5 separate regions of the Mus musculus genome follow, and regions 1, 2, 3 and 4 are each linked to region 5. Evidence: chromatin contacts called from public HiCAR-type and HiChIP or PLAC-seq data. All regions are on one chromosome and are shown on one strand. Each heading gives the region's core, a stretch centred on a gene start, on an enhancer-like site or on the middle of the called end of the contact. The rest is flanking DNA. Distances are from core to core; before and after follow the strand shown. Region 1 has its middle 71 kb from the start of Gm29922. Region 2 has its middle 86 kb from the start of Gm30266. Region 3 has its middle 90 kb from the start of Gm29922. Region 4 has its middle 53 kb from the start of Gm29922. Region 5 overlaps Plpp3 (phospholipid phosphatase 3).

The links. HiChIP or PLAC-seq counts read pairs in DNA pulled down with a chosen protein or histone mark. HiCAR-type assays count read pairs that join an accessible place to other places.
Region 1: a contact with region 5 is called in a HiCAR-type map of fibro-adipogenic progenitors, with 5 times the contacts expected there. The contact joins two enhancer-like sites. A contact is called at or near these places in 1 of 484 Hi-C or Micro-C datasets (the C10 cell line), 4 of 115 datasets of contacts at active chromatin or transcription factors (bone marrow-derived dendritic cells, embryonic stem cells, fibro-adipogenic progenitors and 1 more) and 1 of 9 other capture datasets (embryonic stem cells).
Region 2: a contact with region 5 is called in an H3K27ac HiChIP or PLAC-seq map of embryonic stem cells, with 3 times the contacts expected there. The contact joins two enhancer-like sites. A contact is called at or near these places in 1 of 15 datasets of contacts at CTCF or cohesin (the NIH/3T3 cell line) and 1 of 115 datasets of contacts at active chromatin or transcription factors (embryonic stem cells).
Region 3: an H3K27ac HiChIP or PLAC-seq map of the NIH/3T3 cell line shows a contact between it and region 5, with 13 times the contacts expected there. The contact joins two enhancer-like sites. A contact is called at or near these places in 11 of 115 datasets of contacts at active chromatin or transcription factors (the NIH/3T3 cell line, acute myeloid leukemia, embryonic fibroblasts and 4 more).
Region 4: a contact with region 5 is called in a CTCF HiChIP or PLAC-seq map of the NIH/3T3 cell line, with 5 read pairs. The contact joins two enhancer-like sites. A contact is called at or near these places in 1 of 15 datasets of contacts at CTCF or cohesin (the NIH/3T3 cell line), 4 of 115 datasets of contacts at active chromatin or transcription factors (bone marrow-derived dendritic cells, embryonic fibroblasts, fibro-adipogenic progenitors and 1 more) and 1 of 9 other capture datasets (embryonic stem cells).

What each region holds. Positions count from the first base shown.
Region 1 is chr4:105,915,372-105,918,101 of GRCm38.p6, forward strand. No RefSeq gene overlaps it. Among named protein-coding and RNA genes, the nearest start is that of Gm29922, 71 kb to the left of the region's middle. Within about 2 kb of position 1,365, at least 5 of the 459 cell types and tissues checked have an H3K27ac peak or open chromatin away from gene starts, as enhancers often do. A contact at or near this core is called in fibro-adipogenic progenitors, where this site is marked.
Region 2 is chr4:105,961,370-105,964,073 of GRCm38.p6, forward strand. No RefSeq gene overlaps it. Among named protein-coding and RNA genes, the nearest start is that of Gm30266, 86 kb to the right of the region's middle. Within about 2 kb of position 1,387, at least 19 of the 459 cell types and tissues checked have an H3K27ac peak or open chromatin away from gene starts, as enhancers often do. A contact at or near this core is called in embryonic stem cells, where this site is marked.
Region 3 is chr4:105,933,858-105,936,557 of GRCm38.p6, forward strand. No RefSeq gene overlaps it. Among named protein-coding and RNA genes, the nearest start is that of Gm29922, 90 kb to the left of the region's middle. Within about 2 kb of position 1,359, at least 29 of the 459 cell types and tissues checked have an H3K27ac peak or open chromatin away from gene starts, as enhancers often do. A contact at or near this core is called in the NIH/3T3 cell line and embryonic fibroblasts, where this site is marked.
Region 4 is chr4:105,896,925-105,899,672 of GRCm38.p6, forward strand. No RefSeq gene overlaps it. Among named protein-coding and RNA genes, the nearest start is that of Gm29922, 53 kb to the left of the region's middle. Within about 2 kb of position 1,432, at least 19 of the 459 cell types and tissues checked have an H3K27ac peak or open chromatin away from gene starts, as enhancers often do. A contact at or near this core is called in the NIH/3T3 cell line and fibro-adipogenic progenitors, where this site is marked.
Region 5 is chr4:105,224,485-105,227,197 of GRCm38.p6, forward strand. The region is part of intron 5 of Plpp3 (phospholipid phosphatase 3); the gene reads left to right. Among named protein-coding and RNA genes, the nearest start is that of Plpp3, 68 kb to the left of the region's middle. Within about 2 kb of position 1,282, at least 140 of the 459 cell types and tissues checked have an H3K27ac peak or open chromatin away from gene starts, as enhancers often do. A contact at or near this core is called in the NIH/3T3 cell line, embryonic fibroblasts, embryonic stem cells and 1 more, where this site is marked.

The sequences.
Region 1 (2,730 bases), core at 115-2,614, 690 kb after region 5:
CAGCATTTCTCAACTTGTGATTGGTGACCCCTTTAGGGGTGAATAACACTTTCAAGGGGTCGTACATTCAGATATCCTGTATATCAGATATTTATATTACAATTCATAACGGTAGCAAAATTACAGTTATGAAGTAGAAACAAAAGAAATTTTATGGTTGGGGTCACCACGAGGAACTGTATTAAAGGGTCGCTCCATTAGGAAGACTAAAAACCACTGCTCTAGACCGTTACATACTCCAGCACAACACTGTGCCCAGCTCTAGAGTGCTTTCCCAGGTCTTCTGCATGATGGGCGTCAACACAGTCTTTGAATCCCGGACCAAAGTCCCATCCACTAGGCTTCTTCTGAGTCTCCCATGCACTTTACTCATAGCGTTTAGATGAACACACAACCAGGTTGGCCATGTAGATATACAGAGATGCCTGATGTAGTGATGAGAAGTTGATCGGGCTCCAAAGACATCTATCCTTAGTTTAAGTCTCTTGTCCCTGACTTAAAGCTTTTGAATAAAGTCTGTTAAGGAGTCGAGGGTTGTTTCCTTACTTACTAGATCATAACATAGTCTACTTCAAAAGTATAGCATGTGAAAATAGTGGCACATGACACATGTAGCCTGAGTGTGGCTCCCAGCATGGGGCCAATGCTCTAGATGTGGCAGGAGCAGCTGGAGGCTGACCCCAGTTTCGCATTCTCTTCTTTGAGACACTCCCTAACTAGACTGTAAGTTCCCTGGAGGTAGGGTTTATGGCTCCTTCTTCACAATTGCTTCCTAATGCATGGCTCAGAGCCTGAATAAATATTTTTAAAGAAATTAAAATAAGTGCCATGACACTATGGAATGAAATGGACTTGAACTGAATCCTTTACAGGCCCCCCCCCCCCCCATGCAGAAGACATATCTCATTTATTTCTGAAAAGAGAAAATTAGAAATTTCATTATATGGTGATCAGAGCTGTGGTCTTGGCAGCTGTGGAAAGATGAGATGGTCTGCCGCGCACGATGAGTCACGTGCACCTCTTCCTTCATCTTCCGGGCAGCTGCCCCCACAGGGCTGCCGCCATGCTGGACAGTTCAGACTAAACACATATCCATCACTGTCTCCTCACACACTGCATCACATCCGCACAAACGCTGCAATAGGTTCCCAGGGACAATAAAGGAGACCACCTTGAAGTCGTTAGTACTCATACCTGTCATCTTGCTGTCTTCCTTCCTAGAGCAGCCTCAGGGTGAGTCCATGGGGCAATGGCTATATGGCAAACCATTCCTCATGAGCTGAGCCCTGGACAGCTCACTAGGTTCTGCTCTTGAGAAGAAGGGAAATTGTGAACTTGACACAAATTCCACTGATGAGAGTCACCTCTTGGCTCTTATTTGTTCCTCATGAGAACATTCATGATACAATGACAAGCATTTGGAGGAACTCCTGTGCAGACAGTCATTTACTTGGATGAAAAAAGAAAAACAACTTCATTTGGCCTGGAAGGTTGACAAAGAATATCAAGAGTTGCATTCTTCACTTTAGTTGATGTTGAATAAATATTTATTAAAGGTGCACCATATAGTGCCCAGAATGCTGGGCACAAGGAAATGAGATGTCAGCCCAGGCTGCTCAAGATAACTGGGCAGTCAGTATAATAGGCGACGGGCTCAGTATGTGCAGAGCAGGTTCCCTCTGCTGACTTGGGCATGATCCAGAGAACATAGCGATGTGAAGGGATGGATCACCTGGAATGTACTCCTGTGAGTACTGACTGAGGAGGGAAAGGGTCAGAGAAAGACCCAGCAAGAAAACAGAAGTAAGAAAGCACACTGCCCATCACAGCAAGGCAAGAAGCTGTCACCGGGGGTGGAAACAGAAATTGCCTGCTCGACGCCCAGAACATTTTCTAAAAGCATTAAAGTTCCAACAGAGTCATTTCAAAATCCCCAGTCAAACTAAGTGTCTTCTGTGGAGGGATTGTATCTCCATGTTCATTAAATAAAAGTTGTCTCTCGGTTCCAGATCTTGAGCTATTAAATCCTAATAGCTAACACAGATTAGCTGTCAGGTTTTAATATAGCTGTCTTCCAAAGCTTTCCCAAGTCGAACAAAGAAAGAAATAGAAAAACAAAATACAAGAAGCAAAAATCCAAGTCTGTTGAGATGACTAGTTTTGTGTGAGAATTTGCTTAGGGCAGGATGCTCAGTTGTCTGGTCAAGCACTGGTATGAATGTGTATTGTGAAGATGTTTTATAGATGGAATTAATATTTGTTAAATACTTTCTCAGGTAACAATAGTAAGGCATATCCCCTCCACAGTGTAAGTGGGCCTTATTTGTTCAGTTAAAGACTTTAGCACAGATCTCATGGTACCCCAGAGAGAGAATTCTGCCATGATACTTTAACATAGGAACTTTCCCTAAGTTTCTGACCCGCTGTCTTGCCTATCAGATTTGCGATCCATGTCTACTCTATAATTCTTACCTGATTTTTCAGCCACCTGACAGACTCGCTAGCCTTTGCCATGGACATGAGCCAATTCTGTAAATCGAACCTTTCTGATCGACAGACCCATAATAGATGTGGGTAGACAATAGACAGAAGATAGGAGACAGCTAGATACATTGTGGATAGATGATAATAAATAGATGATAGATAGGTAGGTAGATAGATAGGTAGATAGATAGGTAGATAGATAGATGGATAGATAGATAGATAGATAGATAGATAGATAGATAGATA
Region 2 (2,704 bases), core at 137-2,636, 740 kb after region 5:
TTCTCCACATCCTGCCCTAACCATCACACTTGGCTTGGAAAGGCTGTAACAGTTCCTGAAAACACTTTTAGTTGCAAAAAAGTGAGTACAGGGCAGCCAGCATGGTTTCTATTTGTTGTCTTATATATTTTTATATATGCTAGGACTACAGAACCAAGCCTGTCCTAAGCCAGAAAGTGTGTATAAAAATGTGTGCCAAACAATTTTTTTTTCTTAAGGTTTATTTCATTTTCAAAATAAAATAAAATAAAACCCACCATGGATCAAATGAAATGACCCGATTAAAGACAACCTCTCTCCTCCTGCGTGACTTTTCATGGCTGTGGGACTTAGATTCCCAAGGTATTATTTTTGACCTTTTTCCTAAATCACCAGTATATTGGAAACAGCTGTTAGGTAGGTTTGACGCTACAGGAAAAGTGCCAGAGGTATCTTTTTCCCTCCCCTGTGAGCTGAGCCAGTGCCCAGCAGGTGACCTTGGAGCCCTTGAGTGTTCGGGAGAGATGAGCTTTAGTTGAATACATTGTTTGTACAAGGTCATTATCCCCACCCCACCAGATTGTTGAAACTGAATTTTTCAACCCAGGTGTATTTAATGAGAAGTGAGGCCGCTGAAATTCTCCCACTGGGCCTGCCAGGAGAAGAACGGCAACAGTCAGTTGTCATCAACGTGTCCTCAGTTGCCTTACCAGGTCCTCAGGTCAGCAATGCAAGGTGGGCATTTTCCTTCAAATGTTATAAGGAAGGACTTAAAACTCAGAGATGTGAGAAGACAGAGAACCTGCCTTTGGAGGCCATGGAGCATAGTGGGTGGCCGGAAAGGGGCTGGGCCTGGATCTGACTGGTTCCAAAGCAAATGTAAATTACCTACTGCATACTCTAAAAGAAAACCCCAAACCAAGAAAACCCTTTAAAAAAAAAAAACGCACGCTCCAATGTGGGGTGGACAGTCTGCCAGCAGCAGCTACAGACACAGTAAATGGTAAGTGAATGCCCAGGGCATTGAACCTTGTGTTTTGCTTTAAAGCAAAAACCATCTGAAGAGACTTCTGTAAAGCAAGCTTTGGGTGGGGAAAGAGATCTGAGGGGCTGCAAAGCACTGATATGGCTGTCTGTCTCCCCAGCAATCAATGGCCAGGAGAAAGGAAAGGTAAACCCGTTCCCTCAGAGCTGTGGTCTTGCGTCTGGAGAGCTTTGGCTGGCTTGTGGGGACGGACAGCAGAGATGGTGAGATCTGAAACCCAAGTGCCTCACTAGAACCAGAAAAGGGGAGTTGTTACTGAAAAGCCCCCGGAAGTTCTGTTTTCTAAAGACTTGGGGTGGGAGAGGCAACCCCATCCTGCCCATCATCCTTGACTTCCTTCTCAGACAGGCCCCGGCAGTGGAATAATTAGACCAAAGAGTGTGTTTCAGGAAACTCTGGCCGCAGCGTCAGGCCCAGGCTTGTTTTAAAGGCAGCTGCTCTGATGTTAAAATGAAATAGGACATGTAACCAGATTATGGGAAAATCATTGCTATTAACGACAATAATTACCCTCTGTTCAAGGAGCTTCCTGAAATAAAAACATCAAAGAACAGCTTTCAACTACTTTACTCGGCCCCCTTGGTGAACCCTTGGGGTCCGGGTGTGTTTCTAAGGCATTTGAGGGAGAATAAATAGGAAGGAAGGCGAATGGGGCAATGCGGGAATCTTTCGTGTTTTGCTGTAACTTAACTGTGCCTTGTGCAAATACCTATACTCAGCCAAACCAAAGGGTTGAGGGCACCTGTCAGGGCTGCTGTTCTAAATAAGATGAGCTTCTGTTCTGAGGAAGCCCCAGTCTAGAGCAGGATGTGGAAGTTTAATGAGTCAACATGACAAGTGCAATAAGGACAGAGGGCAGGGTTGCTAGGTAGCAGAAAGGACCAGTGTCATCCTCCCAGCTGGGAATGAGGAAAGGTTGGGTTCTTGAAGGAAAACATGCGATGCCACCAGATGAAGGGCATGGATGAGCAGGAGGCATAAAGGGAAACTGGGGCTTCTGCACAGTGGGAGTCCAAAGCTTTGAGACAATGGGATGTAGTTAGTTCAGTCAACAGAGACAAGGCTCGGGATGTGGGCAGGTGCCAGACAGAAGGAAATGCAGAGGCAGAATACTTGAGAAAGATGACTCTACCTGTAAAAGGCATCACCAGTTAACATAGAAACTGTGCTAAAAGGGAGAAGTGTGGGAGGGAGTGCCTTGACCCTCGAGATGGGGACAGTATGGTTGTTAGAACTCTTCAAGAATTAAAAAACCTGTAGAATTCAGTGAGTAAAATGGATATGGACAGGGATGATATTCATAAAGTTTGACAAGTAGCACTGACCCCTCAGAATAAATACCAGCCAAACACAACAGCAGGGCCCAACTACGCACAGTGACTGGCAGCAGCCCAGGCACGGATTGGGGATGGAGCTGTTTATAGACACCTTCTAGTCAGGTGCCTGTCTAAGAGGATGACTGTTCTGAGAAAGCCCCAGGTTGCCACACATTTTAAAACTTGGAGTTTCTTCCCTGGAAGCTCCACAAGAGAATGACCAGAGTCATTAGGGTCAGAAGCTAGAGGCCCTATTGGGTAAGGCTCAGTCACCTGTCCTCCAGGGGACAATTAGACAAGTAAGTGACAGTGAAAAGCAAAAAAAAAAAAGAAAGAAAGAAAATGTATCCCATGAGGTCACACT
Region 3 (2,700 bases), core at 109-2,608, 710 kb after region 5:
ACACTTAGGGTGAACAAATATCTCTAAACAAGACACACATTTAACTTCAGTAACATTGAAACTTTATGCTCATCAAAAAGGTGCATTAGGCCAGAGAATTGGCTCAGCAGTTATGTGTACGAGCTGTTCTTTCAAAGGACCTAGGTTCAATTCCCAGCAGCCACACAGTGGTTCATAACTGTCTGTAACTCCAGCTCCACGGTATCTGGCACTGTCTGAGGCAGGAGACACACAAGTGCTACACAGACATACATGCAAGCAAAACATCCATTCCCATAAAATGAAACTAAAATCAAAATAAAAAACGATGCCTTTAAATTAGTAAAAAAGGGTAGGCCAGCCAGGAAGATGGCTCAGTCAGTAAAGCCCTGGGTGCAACCCCTAAGGACCTGAGTTCATCTGCTTGACACTCATGTAAAAGACACGAGTGTACCTGTAACCCTGGACAGAGGGAGACACACGGGTGGGTTTCCCCGAGCATTGGCTAGCTAGGGTGGCTAAATGGATGGGATCCAGTGATAGTGAGAGATCCTGTCTCAGTTAAATAATAAGGTAGAGAGATCGACACAGCCAACATCAACCTCTGGCCTCCGCGTATACACTCGCTCACTTGTGTATGTGCAAGCTATACATTCAAACAAGTAAGAATTCACACACATGCACATGCACACACACAAGATAGTAAAAAGGTAATGAAAGTAGTTTAAATTATACACATTCAAAAAAATCATATTTTATGAAAACATCTGAGCTTCCAGAAATCAATAATGTCAGGGAACATAATAGAGTTTTAATAGTCAAAATACTTAAGGAAGTATTTCATAATAGGCCAAGTAGTGAATAATCATATGTTCAATAACAGGAAATACTTATCAAAACCACAATGAGATGTTATTACATGGCCACAAAAATTAATAAATAAAAACCAAAAAATTTAAAACCATAGAGAACTAAAAAGGCCTCATAATACCAAGTGTTTCAAAGTGTGTAGAGGGGCCAGGGCTTATTATGGGCCACCGGTACCAACTTAAATGGTTCTAGCACCTGTGTAAAATGTGGAGCATCTGTCAAAGCTAAAAGACGCAGAGACCATGACCAAAACAGCTCAGCATCTAGATAATATGTAATGAAAGACATGTTATCCAAGAATGCTCAAAGCAATTTTATCCGTAATAGGAGATGCCCCAAATCAGGAGATGCCCCAAACACCCCATACACACAGAATGAACGCTGTACCACACTGAGAAACAATACACTATTGTTCTGCCTCGTGCAAGCCTCCAAATCTGTGATATAGTAAAACAAAGAGGCTCAATGCAAGTGAGTCACAACTGAGTTATTCCATCTTAGTGAGTTATACAGGCAGCCCATGAGTCAGGGGTGAGAGGATCTGGCACAACGGGAACCTTTATAGAGTGTGTTGTTACAGAGGGACATGAAAGCACCTCTGAGGGGCTCTGAGAGAGCTATCCTGACTTATAAGTAGTTACATGAGTGTCTGCATTTGTAAAAATTCATCAAATTATAAGTTTAAGGTGGATGGTATTTGAAAAGATGTTGGGTCTAGAGATGCTCAGTGGTTAAGACTGTATACCTATCTCCCAACGGACTGGAGTTTGGTGCCCAGTGCCCATATCAGGTGGCTCACAATCACCTGTAACTCCAGCTCCAGGGGATGCAATGTCCTCCACAGATGCCTGCATTTATGTTCGTACACACACACACACACACACACACACACACACACACACACACACACACACACACACAAAACAACTAAAAATAAGCCTTGAAAAGAAGTAATTAGAATCCAATTTTTATACACATTTATTTTTGGCATTCTACACTATAGAAATCTATCAGCAAGATAGCTCAGTATTACACATATTAATTCTAAAAGAATGACAGACAATACTGATTTATATTCTACTCTATTTTTTATAAGCATGTTGTGATCACGACCCCATTGATAACTTGTCCACTCTCACACGGAAACAAACGTGTGTGAAGAACAACGATGACTTCAGATCAGTGAAGGCAAGCGCTGAGCACAGGCATAGCAGTCCGAGCGCTGTGCACATAGCAATACACAGAAAGCAGCAGAGAAAACACAGAGCAGTGAGCTCCTCTGTGGGTTCCCAGGAAGAAGAACGATGGTGACAGGGGGTTCTCATAAGTTATTACTCCTCACACTGCTTCGCCTTCCCGTTTGCCACACCCTCACTAACACACCAAGTCCTTCCAAGTAACACTAGGTCAACCCTAAAGACTCATGCTTTCTGCCATTGGCTTTCATGTTTTGTATACTTGACAGTGGAAATATAGAATTCTTTTTAAATTAAAAATGATGGAGAAGAGATAAGGAAAAATCCTTGGTACGAAAATTTAGGGAACCTTTGAACAAAGCCATTTACTGGCACTGTCTCTCCTCCAAAGTGCTCAGTTGTGGAGTTTATCTAAGTCACGCGATATAGTCCTCAGTGAAGAAGAAAACAGCCAGTGATTATCTTTCACACAGTTTTCATTAATTAAAGATTCAAATATAAAAATAGATATATATGTGCTCGTCAATATGCTTGGATGCTGACTTGTACAGGAATAAAGGAAGGACTGTTTCGTGATGCTTACAGTTGAATACAGACCTGAATGTCCCAGTAAGGTGGACATTTATGAAGGAGGCTTCTCCTGTCATAAAAATCC
Region 4 (2,748 bases), core at 182-2,681, 670 kb after region 5:
TTGCTTTGCTTTGCTTTGCTTTGCTTTGCTTTGCTTTGCTTTGCTTTGCTTTGCTTTGCTTTGCTTTGCTTTGCTTTGACTGACTCTAAAATGGACTGAACTAAGCCTACTAGGTACCTGAGAGATCCAGAGCAGACCAGAATTGCCCAGCCATTTGCATCTCTCTTCCTTCATCTTCTAACTAGGAAGAAGGTACATTTACCCAAGACCATACTTCTACTTTCCCTGACTTTCAAAATAATTTGCAGTGAATCCTCCATGTGCACTAGTGTCAAAATGGCACATAGTAAGTGTTGAGACATCCAGCTGAGCTGGATTTATGTAGACTGGGCCCCCGAGTCCTTACAATAACCCACTAGTATCAGTATTAATCACTGAATTTTGTAAAAGAATAAGTCATCTCAAAGATGTTAAATGAATTAAGAACAAACCAACTGGTAGACCTTGGATTTGAATCCACTTGTGTTTACCTCTGTAACTTATATTCCTTCTAATATTGCACCTGTAAAAGATATTGGGGAAAAAAGCCAACCAAAGAGATCATTTTCTAAGATATCCAGCAAGCTCGCGTTTTGTAGTGTGATAGTTAATATCGATTGTCAACCTGACAAGATCTAGAATCACCTAGGATCTGGGCATACTTGAAAGCCATTAATAACTAGATTAAGTAAATTGAATGGGAAGACTATTCCTGTAGTCTGCACCATTCCATGGGGTTGCATTCCTAGACTGGATAAAAATGGAAAAGCTGGCTGAACATCATCATTCGTCACTGTGGATGCTATATAACCAGCTGTCTCAAGCTCCTGCCACCATGATTTCCCTATCACAATAGGCTGATCGTCCTTTGGCCAAGAAGGCCCAGTGGTAGAAGCTTAGGAATTCCTATCTGCAAACTCAATTATATTGAATTTTCTATTTGAAAGTCCAGTCAGATAAAGGGGGGAAAACAAGTCCATTCATGTTTCTTTGTAAGGTCCCAACTATGACAATTAAGCATTCCCAGTTGCTGTGGAGAACAAGGGAAGATGGAGCATTCCAGTAGCAGAAACTTCTATCTGGAACTAAAAAGGTCAATAGGATCCTTACAAAATGACTTGTCCTGAGTCTGGACCCAGCAAAGGTAAATCAAAAAGATAAAGCAAGGTGTTTGGAGAACCAGTAAGAGGGGTTGGTGGTTAAAGAGCTATCGTTACGATGTAGCCCAGACTAACCACATACAGGATAATTTACATCTATCTAATAGGTGGATAAGGCCACTGCAGTGGGAACTCCTCTCATCATTTTTCTAGGGATAGTCACAGAGGTACCTCTTGCATAATTGCCTTCATCTATTTGTGTTGTTGCCAGCTCGGATTCCTGGGACTCAGACCACAGGAGACCTAAGAGTATTGTATTAGTCATTGGTATTACTATCGGACCAACGTAGTTTCCTGGCTATGAAGCCTCCTGGTTTTGGAGATGCTTAGCATGTGCTCATTTCCCCTAAGAATTTAGCCTCATTTAAGCTCAAATAAATGAGAAACTCTATGAAAAAATGTGCAGCCCTTGACCTTTGGGCTCTTCCAGTTGGCCAATGGCCTTGGGTGAATTCCTCCATAGTGAATCAAACTCAGGAGCCAAGTTGCATTATTTGCAGGATTTTGGCCTTTTCCCTCAATGGCTTTTCTACATCCCTTTCTCATTCCTTCAAGCCTCATCACAGACCAAGTGGTATGTCCACTAGCAGGTTCCTCTGACCACCAAATGCTGTCTACAGCTGTTCTCTGAATAACATAAATACTACTTCTAATAGCCTCTCCACACTCAACACATTTTAATGTGTCTTATTATCCCACCCAAGATTGTAACTCAATGATTCTATCATTCCTATTGGCTTCATCTGTCTTGGACCAGTGCTCCTGAACTTGCCTCTACTTCTCCCTGGGGGTATCATGCCTACTCCTTTCAAACCATTCTCCCCCTTGTCCCTTTCTCTCCATCTCTATCTCTCAGGCTTGTTACTGTTTTTTTTTCTAATATTTTTATTATTACATATTTTCCTCAATTACATTTCCAATGCTATCCCAAAAGTCCCCCATACCCTCCCCTCCACTTCCCTACCCACCCATTCCCATTTTTTTGGCCCTGGCATTCCCCTGTACTGGGGCATATAAAGTTTGCAAGTCCAATGGGCCTCTCTTTCCAGCGATGGCCGACTAGGCCATCTTTTGATACATATGCAGCTAGAGTCAAGAGCGCCGGGCTACTGGTTAGTTCATAATGTTGTTGCACCTACAGGGTTGCAGATCTCTTTAGCTCCTTGGATAGTTTCTCTAGCTCCTCCATTGGGGGCGCTGTGCTCCATCCAATAGCTGACTGTGAGCATCTACTTATGTGTTTGCTAGGCCCCTTAACCATGTCCACATTACCATGAGAGCTGGAGGGTTATCACAAACCAAATGTCTACTCTACCAGGCCATAATGTTGGGGTTTCACAGTCTGGAAGATGATAGGACATGGGGCTCAAGTAGACCCCAAAATCATAAGCGAATTACATGAAGATGTGGCCAAACACCTGTGATCTGCCACTCCTTGTGCTTTGCTTCACGCCTTGAGCCTATATCTGTGTTCTTGTGAGGACATTCCTGGGATCAGTTGACATCCTTGACACCTTACTGGTTGAGTTTAGAAGCCTCTGCATTTCTTTGTCTGCCTCATCTTTCCAACCTCTACATTCTTCTACCATGAACTAAAAAAAACCAAACA
Region 5 (2,713 bases), core at 32-2,531:
AAATGACACCCACATCCCCTGAACAAAAGTCTGACAGTAATGCCCAAAGCTGACCTCGCTACCTAGTTCCCCACTGTCAGGTCGGCAGGAACGTAGATGTGGCAGGGAAAGGAAGCCAAGGCATAAATCAGGAGATGGTAACAGTATCGTTACAGCACTCCATAGTTTGCAAAGTTCATTAAGAATCTCTCTCTTTTTTTTTTATTTTTGTTCCTTTGCTGAGAGGGAGGAAATCGAAACCCAGAGGAGGCAGTTGTATCTTGCTGCTTGCTAGTTGGCATGTTGGCAGGTCCTGTCTAACGTTTTCTCTTTTATCTTTTTAAATGCTGGTGGTGACCTATAGATGCTCTTGTTACTTCCTAACAGCCAGACAGTGGTATGGTGGGAGCCAACTTGGACACTGGGTGGGCACAGGTGTGAGGGCAAGAACCAAACTCTGCTCTTTTGCAAGAGAGAGCAAGTGTACACTATAGATAGATAGATAGATAGATAGATAGATAGATAGATAGATAGATAGATAGATAGATAGAGATATCCTTAACTTTTAAGTTTTATTTTATGTGTATGAGTATTTTGCCTGCATGTTTGTTGTGTACTGTATGGGTGCCTGCTGCCCTGAGAGGACAGGAGAAGGTGTCAGATCACCTGGAACTGGAGGACAATTATAGATGCTGAACACTGAACCTGGGTCCCCAGACAAACAGCAAGTGCTTTTAACTGTTGAGCCATCTCTCTAGTCCTGTTTGTTGTTGTTGTTGTTGTTGTTTAAGTACCAGTTGTACACAAATGCAAGGCAAGTAGGTGATTAGAAAACATTGTTCAATTCTGTACTGCATCAAGAGAAACAGGTTGTAATTGCTGGCTGAGCATCACACAGCAGCATGATCCTAGCCCATCATTGTCCCTTTCAGATGCACAGGGCTAACACAGACACTGGCAAATTCCTGGTGCCAGCAGCCACCGAAAGCCTTTTATTGAGGCTAAAAAGCAATGACTACGAATTGAGTAACTCTCCTAGAGTCAAAAGACTAGGCTGCCAAAGATACTTTGTCATTCATTATACAGTCCTTACTGTTACTAGGCCATGAGGGTGCATCAGTTCCTGGAGCTTTCTTCTCCAAAGAAGATTCTCTACTCAATTTGAGAGACAGCTCTGTGTGGAACACTAGAAACCTGAAAGGAAATCCCTAGGCCAAGGCACACTTCTGCAAGTGTAGGCAGAAGAGAGGCAGCTCTGGTGTCTGTAGTCACCCGGGAGGCGGCCAGAATGACTCAGCACAACTCCTTGCCTTGGAGTAGCTCACAGTCTAGAAAGGGAAGCATGATAGAGCATTTAGAGAACCACACATCAAAGCCTGTGTTGTAACAGCAAAATGGAAGGTTATTAACTGTACAGAATGAGGGACCAATGAGAGGTGGGAGCAGCTCTGGTGGGAGAAGTTGTGGTGGATCCCAGCGTGGAGTTGAAGGAGCTACTATGTCCAGGATACAAGCCTCGAGGCCCCGAGGTAGAGGGTTTGAGCCCCTCCATTGCCCTCCCATACTGTCCACTGCTGTTCTCTCGGCTACTTAGTCTATACCACAGATTGCTACAAAGTCGGGTAAAGTGCACATTCCAGGCCACCCACAGATTCTCAGACATCTCTCTTGCGAAGCGTCCGGGTGATTCTGAAACAGGAGGGTTAAGGGACTGCACTTGGCAAAATCCCTGACCAGACAGACAGCTCTTGTTTTCCTTTGCATCTGAGATTCTAAAATTCTCTTGCTTTTATGTTATCCATCCCATGCTGGTATGGAGACGTGGTGGGGTTTCTAAAAGTCTCAGTGTGTAATCGGTGTGATTCCTATCTTCAAGGGGCTCACTTACTTAGTCTGCAGAGTTGAAACCCTCAAGGATTCCTGAGCACTGCAAGTCAAGTTTGCTGTCACTATGTGCTCCGAGCCAAAAGCCTTTGCAACGTTTGCTGACTAAGCCACCCACTGCCGTGGAAGCAGAAGCTGGGCTGAGGACCGAATTCTGGCTTCTGGTCTGCATGGGTCTTAGTGATCTCTTGCTAGGCTACATCCCAGCAGGATGGGGCCGTGTGTGCCCTAGGGGTGGCTGCCATCTCTCTCCACAGCAGGTGAAGATTCATGATGAGACATCAAAAACAGACTTTTGCCACTATGCTGACTCACTCCTCAAGATAGCTCTAGAAATTGTAGGCCTTTGCAAGTAGATCCTATCTACCTTACAGAAAGCTCCTGTCTACTCGGCTCTGTAACCAGCTCGAGTCTGCACATGCAGACTCACGTGTGCTCTCTCTCATGTATGTATTTGTGTACATATGTGTATATGAGTCTCATATGTATGTATGTGTACACTCACACACACACATACACACACATACATGAGACATTGTTTTGTTACATACATAGCAGAAACTGGCTTTAAACTTGATCCTCCTGCCTCAGTCTTCTGAGTGTTGAGTTTGAAGACATATATTGCTGTGCCTACCTTTCTTCTTTTCCTAGTTCTTACTTGCCTTCCCACAGAGAAAATAAGTAATTTTTATATAACTAGGCAGTGAGTGCAGCAGCCATTGATGATGGCTGACACTTAGTTTTTCCCTGCACTGTCCCACATTTGTACCCTGTAACTCCCGAGCTAGGTATTGTGTCCCCAGTAATGGCAAGGCTTGGATTTGAGACACAAGTCCATTTACTTTAAAGA